Regions from separate parts of the Rattus norvegicus genome. Here region 1 is linked to region 2. The links are chromatin contacts, called in public Hi-C maps. All regions are on one chromosome and are shown on one strand. Each heading gives the region's core, a stretch centred on a gene start, on an enhancer-like site or on the middle of the called end of the contact. The rest is flanking DNA. Distances are from core to core; before and after follow the strand shown. Region 1 has its middle 100 kb from the start of Spata31a5l1. Region 2 holds the start of Spin1 (spindlin 1).

Region 1 (6,163 bases), core at 2,188-4,687, 140 kb before region 2:
TGTGTGTGTGCGCGCGCGCGTGTGTGCGTGCAGTGGCATTAGCATGGTGGTCTGAGGACAAGTGGAAGCGGCTCACCCCTCCGTCCTGGGTGTCCCTAGAATAAACTCAGTGCCTCAGTCTTAGCAGCAAGTGTCTTTTCCCACTGAGGCATCTCCTCCGTCCTGCTTTGTAGCTCAGGCCTTCCTCGGGCCCTCTGTGTAGCAAGGGAAAGTTTTGAATTTCCGAGCCTCCTTCGTCTTCCTCTCAAGAGGGTCAATTACCTCCCAAGAGCTTAGACTCCATGCCTGGCTCAGGGTGTGTAAAACTGAATCCCTCTGTGAGTAGCTTGTAGCTAGGAGAGAATTATAAAAAATGTACAAGGGTTTTGAGAGTAATTCTGTGACTGCTGTGCACACCCAGAAGACGGTTGTTCCAGAAATGCAGGGAACACAGCTCTTCCACGGCGTCCTCACCAGCAAGTGCTCAGCGGCCGGAGAATCTATTTTCGTGCTGCTGTGTCTCAGGGAAAAACCAGGACTGTTTCCAGCGGCAGCAGTTGAGGCTCTAACCCTGGTCTGCCACTCGCTCACTCACCAAAGATGAGCTTCCTCATCCTCCCCCACCACACAGTGTCCCTCCGCTCAGGGACGACGCTGGCAGATGTGACACCTGTCCTTCTAACTTCCAGTTAATTTATTTCCAGACAGGTGGCTACATGTTTTCTCTACATAACGGGGAGAAGGGGGATCACCGTGTGTCTTGCGTTATCCACAGGAGTCAGAGGTGCTTTCCTTTCAGGCTGTGACTCATTTGAAAACACGAAGAGAACCTTGACCTTCACGAATTTGCTGTGATTTTAAAAGCACGATCACCTCCCGCCCGCTTTGAAGATGAATTGAACGCCAGACTTGATCAGTAGGACTTTTCGTCCCAGAGGAAAACACCCTGGAAGCCTGAGGGTAACACAGTTACAATGGCTCTGCTGAAAGAAAAGTTATTTCAATCACAAGTGGCTGACTGTTGTCTTCATAAATCCCAGTTTCTCCGTGTGTAAAACAAGTGCTTCAACAGCCGTCTTTGTTTCCTTCGGCCTTGCCTGCGTGTCTATAATTTGTTTACTAGTTTTCTTTTTAAAATATTTTAAAACAGCATAATTTTTATTGTTTTATTTTTAAGTGTGTGTGTGTGTGTGTGTGTGTGTGTGTGTGCGCGTGCACATGAACGAAGACACCAGTGGATGCCAGAGGCATCAGATCTCTCTGGAGCTGGGAACAATGGGCAGTTATCCCCGTGTAAGTGTTGGGAACCAAACCCATGTCTTTTGCAAGAGCAGTGGGTGCTCTTAACTACTGGGCCGGCTCCCAGTGCCGCGCCTCTTTATTTTTTACTGAGAATCGAACCCAGGGCTCGTGTGTGTTGGGCAAGCACTCTACCACTGAGCTACAGCCACAGCCTAATATTTTTGAGTTAGCGTCCTTGGAATGTGTTAGGGACCTTTTAAGAAGAAAGAAAAGACAACATAACTCAACTCGTATCGGGGTACTCAAAACTGCATAGCGTTATTGCGTCCTGCAGCCTCTGTATTATGGCGACCCCATCACGGGGAGATACTGACAGAGATGTATTCAAGATCTGAATGGGAAAAACCTCTGAAGGAAATCACAGGAAAGACAGTCCACGTTCATGGATGAGACTTAACCTGGTTAAGACACCCCACCCCCTCTCTGTCCTCTCTACCCTGGGAGCAGCTCTTCTGCCTTTGCCCCTCACCCCTTGCCTGCTCCAAGTCTCTACCCGCTCCCCTATAAGGAGCGCCTCTCAGCTGCTGAGTTGTCCGCTCTCCTCAGTGGAGTTGAAGCGACCACAGATGCCCACAGATGAGGGCCTCAGCAGCTTGGCGGTCTGGCGGCCTCTGACCTCGCTTATCCCTAGCCCACAGCTTCCAAACCAGCGCCATTTCAAGGGACATCGACACAAGCCGCCAAGTTCATTGGACCTGGGGCTGCTATAGTTGGGGTGGCTGGCTCTGGGGCAGGAATTGGGACTGTTTTGGGGAGTCTCATCATTGGCTATGCCAGGAACTCTTCTCTGAAGCAGCAACTCTTCTCCTCTCTTCGCCCTCTCTGAGGCCATGGGTCTCGACCTCTTTGAGGCCATGGGGCTCTTTTGCCTATGGTGGCCTTCCTCATCCTCTTCACCATGTGAAGCAGCTGTCTCCAGCTCCACCTCCCGTGGTTCTTCCGTGTCTCGTCTGCCTTGTGTGTTCCTTTTCCTGTGCCTCCCCAAGAAGTCTGGGGAAAGTGCTTGGCTCAGGGTTTGACAAAGAGAAGACAAATAAATACTGTATTAATAAGAAAAAAAAAAAAACATGGTTAAGACATTCCTCCCAACTTGATCTGGAAGATCCAGTGTGATTCCAGAAGTCGACTTCTTCATGAAAAGATTTTATATGGAAAAACCAAATAAGACCAGAGTGGCCGACACGAAATTGACTAGGGACAAAGCCGGAGTGCTGACTCAGCTTCAAGCCTTCCAGTGAAGCTCCGGTAACGAAGACAGCACGGAATGGATGACTGAATGAAGGTACAGAGAGAGCGCCTGTCCACGTACACACGGCCAGCTGCAGCAAAGTCGACACAGTAAAGAAAGGGGCAGCACGCCAGACAGGACTGGACACGGTCACTGGGCAGTTTGTGCCACACTGAGGTACAGTTAATATTAAAATGAATCGCAGACTTAAAAATTAAAGCACAAAACTAAAAGAAATGTCTAAAAGATAACACAGGAAAAAAATCTAAACGATCTTATACTTGGTAATAACTTTTAAGATACGATTCGTAAAAACTGGTAAATGGGTGTCATTAAAGACTTCTGGGGCCAAGGAGCCGGCTCCTCTGGTAAAGCCTTGTGTGTGTGAGGACTCGAGTTTGGATCCTCCAGGACCCGTGTCTGTAATCTCGGAAATGATGAAATGGGGAACGGAAACAAGAAGGTCCCTGGAAGCTGGGGGCCAGTTAGTCTTGTTTATGTAGCAAAGTTGCAGACCCTGCATCAAATGGAAGGTGGGAAACCCCTTAGGACTGACACCCTAGGTCCCTCTGGCCTTCGCATGTGCGCCACGCACACGTAAGCACACGCATCTCTTAAAAATAAAGACTTCTTATCTGAGAAAGAAACTATTAAAGAATGAAAGATGAGTCAGAGATTTGGGGGGAGGGCAGGGGGATTGCAAAGCACCATCTCATAGTCTTTGGATCTGAACTACACAAGAACTCGGCAAATGTCTCCGTATTAAAACAAACCGTGATTATAGTAGCAAGCCATCTGACCATATACCTCACCAGAGAAGACGCAGAGTCGGGAAAACAAACAGATGAGCAAAAACCACACAGTATGAGAAATGCATGAAGCAGCTACGAGACGGCAGTTAAGCCCTGGTAAAATAGCCCAGGTCCCAAACACCGATGACACCAAACCCTGGCAAAGATAGCCACTGACTCATTCAGTGCTAGCGCGAATGTGAGCAGGTGTGGCGACCTGAGGAGACCATCAGGAGTTCCTCAGAAAATTAAATCCTTGACCCAGCTACTCCTTGGTGATGAAACAAAGGAATCGAAAGGCTCCAGAAAAATCCACACACAGCAGCTTCCTTCCTTGTCCACACAGAAAAACAACCAAGATGTCCATTACTAGATGAAGGAGAGTAAAAATGAAAAGTCCGGTGTGTCAGCCCAGTTACTCAGCGGTGAAGGGAAATGAGCTAACCAGCCACAAAAAGACACAAGCTAAGCCCTGTGGTGGCCCCGGCCTTAGAGGCAGAGGGAGCTGCGTGAGTTAGAGGCCAACAGGGTCTAGAGAGTAAATTCCAGGACAGCCAGGGTTATATAGAGTCTGTCTCAAAACAAAACGAATCTGCAAAAGCAACAAAGTATTCAGGTAAGGGGTTGGGGGAGGAAAACCAGTCAGAAAAGGTTAAGTACCTCTGAGTTCCGCTGCATGACGTTTTGGAAAAGGCAAAACCACAGAGACTATTTTAAAAAAGTCAGTGTTTTACAAGGATTTGAGGGTCGCCAAAGAAGGATGAACGCTGTAGGCCAAGAGATAGTTAAGGCAGTGACACTCTCCTGTGGTGGTGTCGTGATAAGACTGTGGCTTTATGTGTGCACCAAAACATCAGAGAACACAAGGGTGAACCTGAGATAGGCTGTGGGCTTCAGTTATGAAGACAGGTGCCGCATGGGCTGTACCCCAATAAGCTAATTGTCTGTAGAAAACAGTGTTCGGTCACAAGCACCACTGCACCGGACCTGCTCTCTGGGTTGATGACTGTCCCCTGGCAGTGATCAATGATGGACATCTGTCCCACTCACCATCTGCAAAGGCCACCAGTTAAAGTGAAGGCTTGTTGTCCGTTTCCCATCAGCTGGCTATACCGAGCTTACAGAAACAGAACGGCTTTTCCCGATCAGTGGTTGGCAAATGCGTTCTTCAGGTCCGTGGCTTCTCTTTTGTCCTTTAGCAGGTTGTTTTGCAAACAAAACACATTAACTTCCAATGAAGCAACGCTTTGAGGCCTAGGTCTAAGAATTCTTAAGCCTAAACTCAAATGCTTTCTCCCATGTTTCCATTCTCACTTACATTTGGGGCCTATTATGGTTATATAATGTGTGAAATGTAGATTTTTCCTCCCTCTCTCTGTCCATCTACCTCCCTTTTTCCTTCCTTCTCCCTTCATCCCTTATATTTATTTATATTTTAAGACGGAGTCTCAGAGCTGGAGTCAGTGGTTAAAAGTACTGACTGCTCTTCCAGAGGTCCTGAGTTCAAATCCCAGCAACCACATGGTGGCTCACAACCATCTGTAATGAGATCTGATGCCCTCTTCTGGTGTGTGTGAAGATAGCTACGGTGTACTTATCTAATGAGAGAGAGAGAGAGAGAGAGAGAGAGAGAGAGAGAGAGAGAAGGAAGGAAGAAGAAAGGAAGAGTGTCATATAACCCAGACTGACTTTGAACTTCTGCTACTCTTGCCACTACTGCCTAAGGGATGGGATTGCAGGCATGTGCCGCCATAGTCAGTCTATGAATGCCGGGCTTGAACTGGGGGATTCATGCATGCTAGGCAAGCATGTTACCAACTGAGCTTTATCTCCAGGCCCCAAGAATATTTTCTTATGGTGTGCACACGAAGTGTGTGTGTGTGTGTGTGTGTGTGTGTGTGTGTGTGTGTGTGTGTGTGTTCATGTGTTCATATAGCCCAAACTGGCCTGGAACTTGTGATCCTTCAGCTTCAGTCCCCACAGAACTGAAATTATAGACATGTTCCGCCCCCTCTGCCTAGTTAGCTTAATAGTAACATACCGTGCCGTGGCTTTCTTTAGACCTGTACTATTTATGACCACTTAGCGGATCTAAACTGTCGATGTAGAGATTTTTGTCAGGTTCATGGTTTTCAGCCATCTCTTTGCACACGTCTCCAGCCAGGTTCTCCTTTCTGTTTGTTACTCCTAAGAAGTGAGTATAGGATCTTTTGTTGTGTTCTCATTGGTCCTTGATGCACTTTTTCCTTTTTTAGTTTTTTTTTTCTCCTCTGCTTTTCAGTTTGCACATTTTCTACTGCTTTCTCTGATTTCCCCTGGTGTATACATTCTTCTATTGAGCCCATCCAGAGAGAGTCTTTTATTTGGAAGTTAATCCTCAACTCTATAATTTCTCTAGGCTACTTAGTATATGTGCTGTTTTCTTGATAGACTCCCTGTTTCTTTGTTTGTAAATCATAATGGGTTTACTTAAAAAAAGATTTTTTTTAAAAAGATTTACTGATTTATTTTAGTACACTGTTGCTGTCTTCAGCTACACCAGAAGAGGGCATTAGATCCCGTTACAGATGGTTATGATCCACCACGTGGTTGCTGGGATTTGAACTCGGGACCTCTGGAAGAGCAGTCAGTGCTCTTAACCACTGAGCCATCTCTCCAGCCCAAGATTCTATTTTTAAATCATGTAGGTGTATTTGTGTGTGTGTGTGTGTGTGTGTGTGTGTGTGTGTACAAGAATGCAGATGCATAAGGAGGCCAAAAGAGGGCGTCATATCCACTGGAGTTGGAGTTTCCTGTGCTTGTGAGCTACTCTGCATAAGTGCTGAGAAATACAGGTCCTCTGCAGAAGCAACAAGTGCTCTTA
Region 2 (5,925 bases), core at 2,762-5,261:
ACTTAGGGCTAACCGCCCCTCATGCCTTTGATAGCTATCTCTTTATTTCTGTATCACAAGTGTATTCCTCCTTGAGCAGGAAAACACCCCAAGGAGTCGAGGAACATGGAGACAAAGCAGATCTTGTTCTAGCACCGACTGAGGACTGAGACTTTTCATGTTGGCATTTGTATTTAGTCAGTGTCTTAGTCAGTGTCCCTATTGCTGTGATGAAGCAAAACCAAAAGCAACTTTGGGAAGAAAGGGTTTATTTGGCCTACACTTCCATATCCTAGTCCATCATCAAGGAAGTCAGGACTGGAACTCAAGCAGGGCAGGAACCTGGAGGCAGGAGCTGATGCAGAGGCCATGGAGGGATGCTGCTTACTGGCTTACTTACCCTGGCTTGCTCAGCCTGCTTTCTTATAGAACCCAAGACCATCAGCCCAAGGGAGGAAGGACTGGACCCTTACCCATCAATCACTAATTAAGAAAATGCCCTACAGAAATTCATGCTTAGAACTTGATCCTTATGAAGTCATCTTCTTAATTGAGCTTTCCTCTCAGACGACTTTTGTAGTGAGCCATATTGGATTTGGGCCTGGCAGCTTTGTAACTGCATGGCCACAGTAAAAGTCATGGGATTGTTGGACAGAGGCCTCTCCCATGTATTTACGGCACAGGAAGAAAAGACCAAGTAGTAAACACCCGGTGTCTCCACTGCATGACCTCTGCTGAGCCCGGCTGATGCAAGTAGAACCGACACACCTGGGCCACACCTGGGCCACACCTGGGCGGTGGTCGGTGGTCAATTTACTTCTGCCTTTTGCTTCCTCAGCCTTTATCCTTGAGATTTAGGCTGGTCTTCTCGGATTTCTCCCTAATTAATTCAGGTCTCGTAGTAGTCGGTCTTTTGTTACCTAAGTCAAGAGCCAGGTAGTCAGGAGCCAGGGTTTCCCACTGTGCTTCCCAGATATTTTCTACCTGGAGACTTGGGTATATAAGTGGTGAATAAAGCTACAGGAGACTCTCACTCTCTCTTCCGCTCTCTCACTCTCTCTCCTTCTTCCCTCCCTCTCTCTCTCTCTCTCTTTCCCTCTCTCTTTTCCTCTCTTCCTCTCCTGGCTTGACACGATAACCTGTGTGTGTGTATGTGTGTTTCTTTCATCCCGTAGGCTTTCGCCCGATTCTCGGTACTGTGTCGGTGCTGGCGCCGACAGACTTTAGCTTGTGTCGAGCTGACATAAAACTAGCCAGCATAATCAGTTTGTGGTGGAAGGGAAATTATATGTAGGCCCTCTGGCTAAGGATGCTAAATGTTCACAAAATAACCACGAACCTATTTGTGTAATGTCATATTACGAGATTTTCAGTTATTCACAAAAGTTAGAAAGGCCTGAAGGGACAATTAACAAACCTGTCACTTGGATTCACTAGTTGTTACATTTGTTTTAAATGTCTTTGAAGCCAGCAGATAGTGGAAAAAGCCCTGGCTGCCAACTTTTTTTCCTGTTTTGTCTTTTAAGACAGGGTCTCTCAATGTAGACCAGACTGGCCTCAAACTCAGAAATCTGCCTGCCTTCACCTCTGAGTACTGAGATCCATAGCATGTCCCACCACCGCCCAGCAGTGTCCCATTCGATTTGGATGTGCTGGTTATCCCAGCTCTTGGGAGGAGGAAAGCAGGGGGATGAGAAAGGTGTTCAAGATGGTCTTTGGCTATATAAAATTCTGACCAGCCTGGGCTAGATGAAACCTTGTCCTAAAAACAAAAACCAAACAACCAACTCTCCCTGAATCCAGTTTAGGCATTCTTAGCTCTAGAATGTGGCCCATGTATTTTTGACAGGTTGCTGGAAACCATCAGTAGAGGCAAATTTAAACCAGGAGTGGGGTTAGGGTGGGGGTGTGGTAATGTTTGAAGGGTCTGATGGGTCAGCAGGGTCTGCAAGTGGCCTCAGGTGGGTGGAAGCCACGGAAGACACCAAATGTCCTACAGCGCCCAGGGCAGTCATCCTTAAAACCCTATCATGTGGCCAGGCATTGAGGAGGCTTACCCAGAAGACCTTACCTGCCTGGGCTAACCTATCACATTCTAGGCAGGCTAGACAGCGAGACCCTGTTTCAAGCAAAACAACCCAACACTCTCTTGCTCAAGTTACCAGGTCCATGTCAGTAAGAGCTAGGCGGATGTGAAGGCTACTTTTGGGTGTCAACTTTCCTACATCAGGAATTAAAACCCCAATGACTGGGCCCACGAGTGATAGATTTCTGCTTAATTAAATCATTTGATTGGGGTCTTTGAGGCAAAAAGATAATGCCTTTAACCCAGACCTTTTGAGATGGAAAGAGTCACCTGTAATGTGGCTCTTTTGAAGTGGGAAGACATACCTTTAATCTGGGGCAAGCTTGCTTGCAGCCTATTTAAATGACATGGGATAAGGGAGCTTTTGCTCTTTGCCTGTTTATTCTCTGTCTCACTAGCAAGTCCATTCCTTCACTATCATTATAACCTGCTTGAGATTCCAGCGTATACTGAAGACCAGCCGAGACATTCGGCTTTGGGGACTGAACAACTACTGAATCCCTGGACCTTCTGTTGTTAGACAGTCATTGTTCGATTAACTGAACCACAGCCTGTGAGGTATTCTAACACATACCCTTTCCGTACATATATATTCATTCTGTAAGTTCTGTTCCTCTAGAGAACAGAAAAGCCCAGGAGGATCACCAAGGAAACAGAAGTGTTCTGTACTGTCACTCCAGCCTCCTTCCCATCGCGCCCTTCCTTGTTCCTGTCAGCCTCCACTACCAAACATTAAACACAACAACAAAAGCTAATCATCTCTCAATTCTCTCTAGGATGGCTGCGTCTCTACTGAAATTCGCCCTCTCTTCGGTCTGTGACTATGTTGCTCCTGCCAAGAATGTCATCTGAGACAAGCATTTTAATATGAGCAGGCACATATCAATCTTACTTTGAAAGAAAAAAGGTGCCAGAGAAATCTCTCAAAGAGCTCAGCGAACTAACAACCGTGCTGCAGGTTTGGAGTGCGCAAAGGGCTTTCCAATAACGTCTCGTAATTCGACCTGGCAACACACTGGCAGGAGGCTTATTACAATGCGGCAGTGCTACGGCACTCGAGGAACCAGGTCGGTGACCGCCTGGATCCAGACACTGGGCTAGAGGAGGGTAGGAGACCAGAGCGCGCCAGGCTGAATGCAGACCAAGACGAACCTTCAGGTCCCGCATTTGACTTCCCCTCAATCCAAACCATCCCGGACGTTTCCTCTCTCTCCTTGCCCACAGCCAAACACGTCCTCAAAAGGCATCTTAACTGGAACCAGAGTCGCACGGATTGACGTGCGATCGTGGGAAGTCCTGGCTTGCAGCCTCGCGAGGAGCCCGGGGTGAGATCTAGAATAGCGGCTGCAGCTAGGCCAAGGCCGGGTGTTTGCGGCAGGTGTTCGCAGGAGGCCCTGAGCTTTGCAAGCTGAGCCTAGTTCCTCGGCCTCTGCGCAGTGCGGCGTGCAGTAAGGCGGTGTGTCTTCAAGGGAGCATGGGGAGTCTATCCATATTTTTAAAGGGCTCGCGTCCTGCAGCCCAAAGCTGCTGCTCCGCAGTGACGAGAACGCACCTGCGCTGCGCAAGGTCATGTGACCGAGCCTCATGCATCTCCGCAGCTAGCCAGGCCCGAGACAGACGTAAGGTCCCAGGACAAAGAGGCAGGACGGTTCCTGGAAACCGTCCTCCCGTTGAAGAGTAAATGCCAACGCCCGTTACTCTCCGTTCGTGTTTGTCTTCCCGACCCTGTTCCGCTTCTAAGAGGGCCCGGGTGCGCGTACCGCCCGTGGCTCCCCAGCGCGTACCTGGCAGCTACGGGCGCGCGCCCCACCCTCCAGGTGAGCAGCGCCAGGCCCCGCCCTCGCCCCAAGGCCCCTCCTCCCACTCGCGCCTGCGCAGTGCGTCCGGCGGCGCCGGGCGCCGGGGCGGCGCGGCCGTCGCAGTTCGGCGGGCGCAGTGCGCGTGCGCCGTGGCGGCTAGGGGGCGGGCGGCGGCCGCGGCGAGGAGCGGGGGTGGGGAGGCGCCGTCTGGCTCGGGCTGGGCCGGCGGGGAGCACGAGCGAGCCACGGCGGCCCCGTTGGCAGCCTCGGTGGCCGACAGGTGAGACGCGTGTGGGGCCGGGTGCTGGGCTGTGAGGGGAAAGCGAGTGGGCCTCGCGGCGCGCGTACCCAGGTGAGCACAGCCCGCGGGGCCCCGGGCGCATTGTCCGCGGGCGGCGCCCCTCAGCGCCCCCTGCCGGCCGGGCTCGGTGGGGCCGGGGCGCGGCGGGCTGGGGCCCGGGCGTGCGCGAGTTCCTTTGTTCGTCGCCCCCGCCCGGTCCCCGCCGCCCCCGCCAACATGGCGCTTGCGGGGTCCCTGCCCCAGCCCCGCGGCCGCTTCCCGCGCGCTTTGTTCCGTGCCGGGCGGGGGGCGGGGGCGGGGGCATTGCGTAACCCGGCGGGGGAGGGGCGTGGCGGGACCCCCGCGGCGGGTCACCGCGGTGACGCCCTGCCTGGGGGGCTCGGGCGCGGGCCTGTGTGACCTTGGGTTTGCCTCCCTGAATGCGCCGGATAGATGTGCGGTGCGGATACTGCGTAGCGCCGGGGGTCGCGGTCCCTAGCGGCTTCCTGCACGGATGGTGCGTTCTGGGCCTTTCCGGGAGGAGGGGGTGTCGGGTTGAGAAATGGCTTCAGTCATCCACGTCGTTGCATGCGCATCTCAAAGTTTGTTTACGCAATTGTTTTTATATTGATTTGGTTTCGATGATCTGTGGATTGGGGTTTTTCTCTGTGTGTGTGTGTGTGTGTGTGTGTGTGTAGTCTTCTGGTTTAAAGGCTTGTTTATTTCTCGTGTACATCGTAAAGCCATACAAGAGAAACGTTTAAGTGTTGTAAAGGATTTCAGTGTGACTAGCGAGGAAGATGGTATCCGTATCGAAATGCGAATGCCTCACTAACTTTCCTTGGAATTTTCTGGAAGAAGCTGCAGCCTGGAAGGATTGATGGAGAGTAATTGCCTTCTGCATAGCTTTTGTTAGGGAGAGAAAATGAAACCTGATCTTAGACGTTTTCTTACCTACACATCCTGAGCACACTTCTGAGGTGGTGAAATTTTGGAAAGATAGAAGAGAGGAGGTGTATCTTTAGCCTTCCTTTTCACCATCTCAGCATTTGTTAATAGGCGATCATGATTTACAGGATGTCCATGATCAGATTTCATAATTGTGTATTAACGTTGCCTGCTATATTTATTAAAACGTAGTGTTTCTTCCAATAAGTAAAACGAAATTAGCTTAAAATCCTACCGAAATGCCTAAGAAATGAATCAAGCAAAAGGGCTTTTAGTCTAAATTTGTATCAAGTCTCCTGTACTCTAGACTGGCCTTGAACTCAGTATCCTTCAGCCTGGAGTACAAGCCAGTGAGGGGCCATCTTTTTATACACTTAGGGTTTTTGAAGTGTATGTGTATGGATGTTTTGTCTGCGTATTTGCCTGGTTACCACATCTGTGCCTGGTGCCCAAGGGGTCCAGGAGAGGGCTCTGAACTCCCGGGACTGGAGTCAGACAAATGTGAGTGCTGGGAATCAAACATGGGTCCTTTGGAAGAACAGCCAGTGAGTACTGTTAACCGCTGAGCCATGCTTAAGATCTTTTAAAAATAGATTTTTCACTGTTGAATTTCTCTAGTCAAGCCCACTTTTAGTGTTCAAAGGACATTTTCTAAGACTTTCTGGGATAGCTAAGCTCTGATGTAACCTGTTACATAGGATAGTGTGAGGTTCCACATCCAGTCTTTGCCCTTGGTCAGCCTCACCAGGCCTAGTAACAGAACTGTAACTCCAACTGTTGGGGAGGTTTGGAAGTTCAAGGGCAGCTTGTCTCAAAAAAGTCAGACGTTGTGG

The links. Hi-C and Micro-C count contacts between places; a contact is called where the count stands out from the background.
Region 1: a Hi-C map of the A7r5 cell line shows a contact between it and region 2, with 5 times the contacts expected there. The contact joins the enhancer-like site here to the promoter of Spin1 in region 2. A contact is called at or near these places in 8 of 12 Hi-C or Micro-C datasets (the A7r5 cell line, Schwann cells, frontal cortex and 4 more) and 1 of 1 datasets of contacts at active chromatin or transcription factors (oligodendrocytes).

Annotation. Positions count from the first base shown.
Region 1 is chr17:14,393,060-14,399,222 of GRCr8, reverse strand. It overlaps the pseudogene Atp5mc2-ps5. Among named protein-coding and RNA genes, the nearest start is that of Spata31a5l1, 100 kb to the left of the region's middle. Within about 2 kb of position 3,437, at least 1 of the 93 cell types and tissues checked has an H3K27ac peak or open chromatin away from gene starts, as enhancers often do. A contact at or near this core is called in the A7r5 cell line, where this site is marked.
Region 2 is chr17:14,255,148-14,261,072 of GRCr8, reverse strand. It overlaps Spin1 (spindlin 1), which reads left to right and starts at 4,011. Exons shown (of 6, transcript NM_001419143.1): 1 at 4,011-4,144.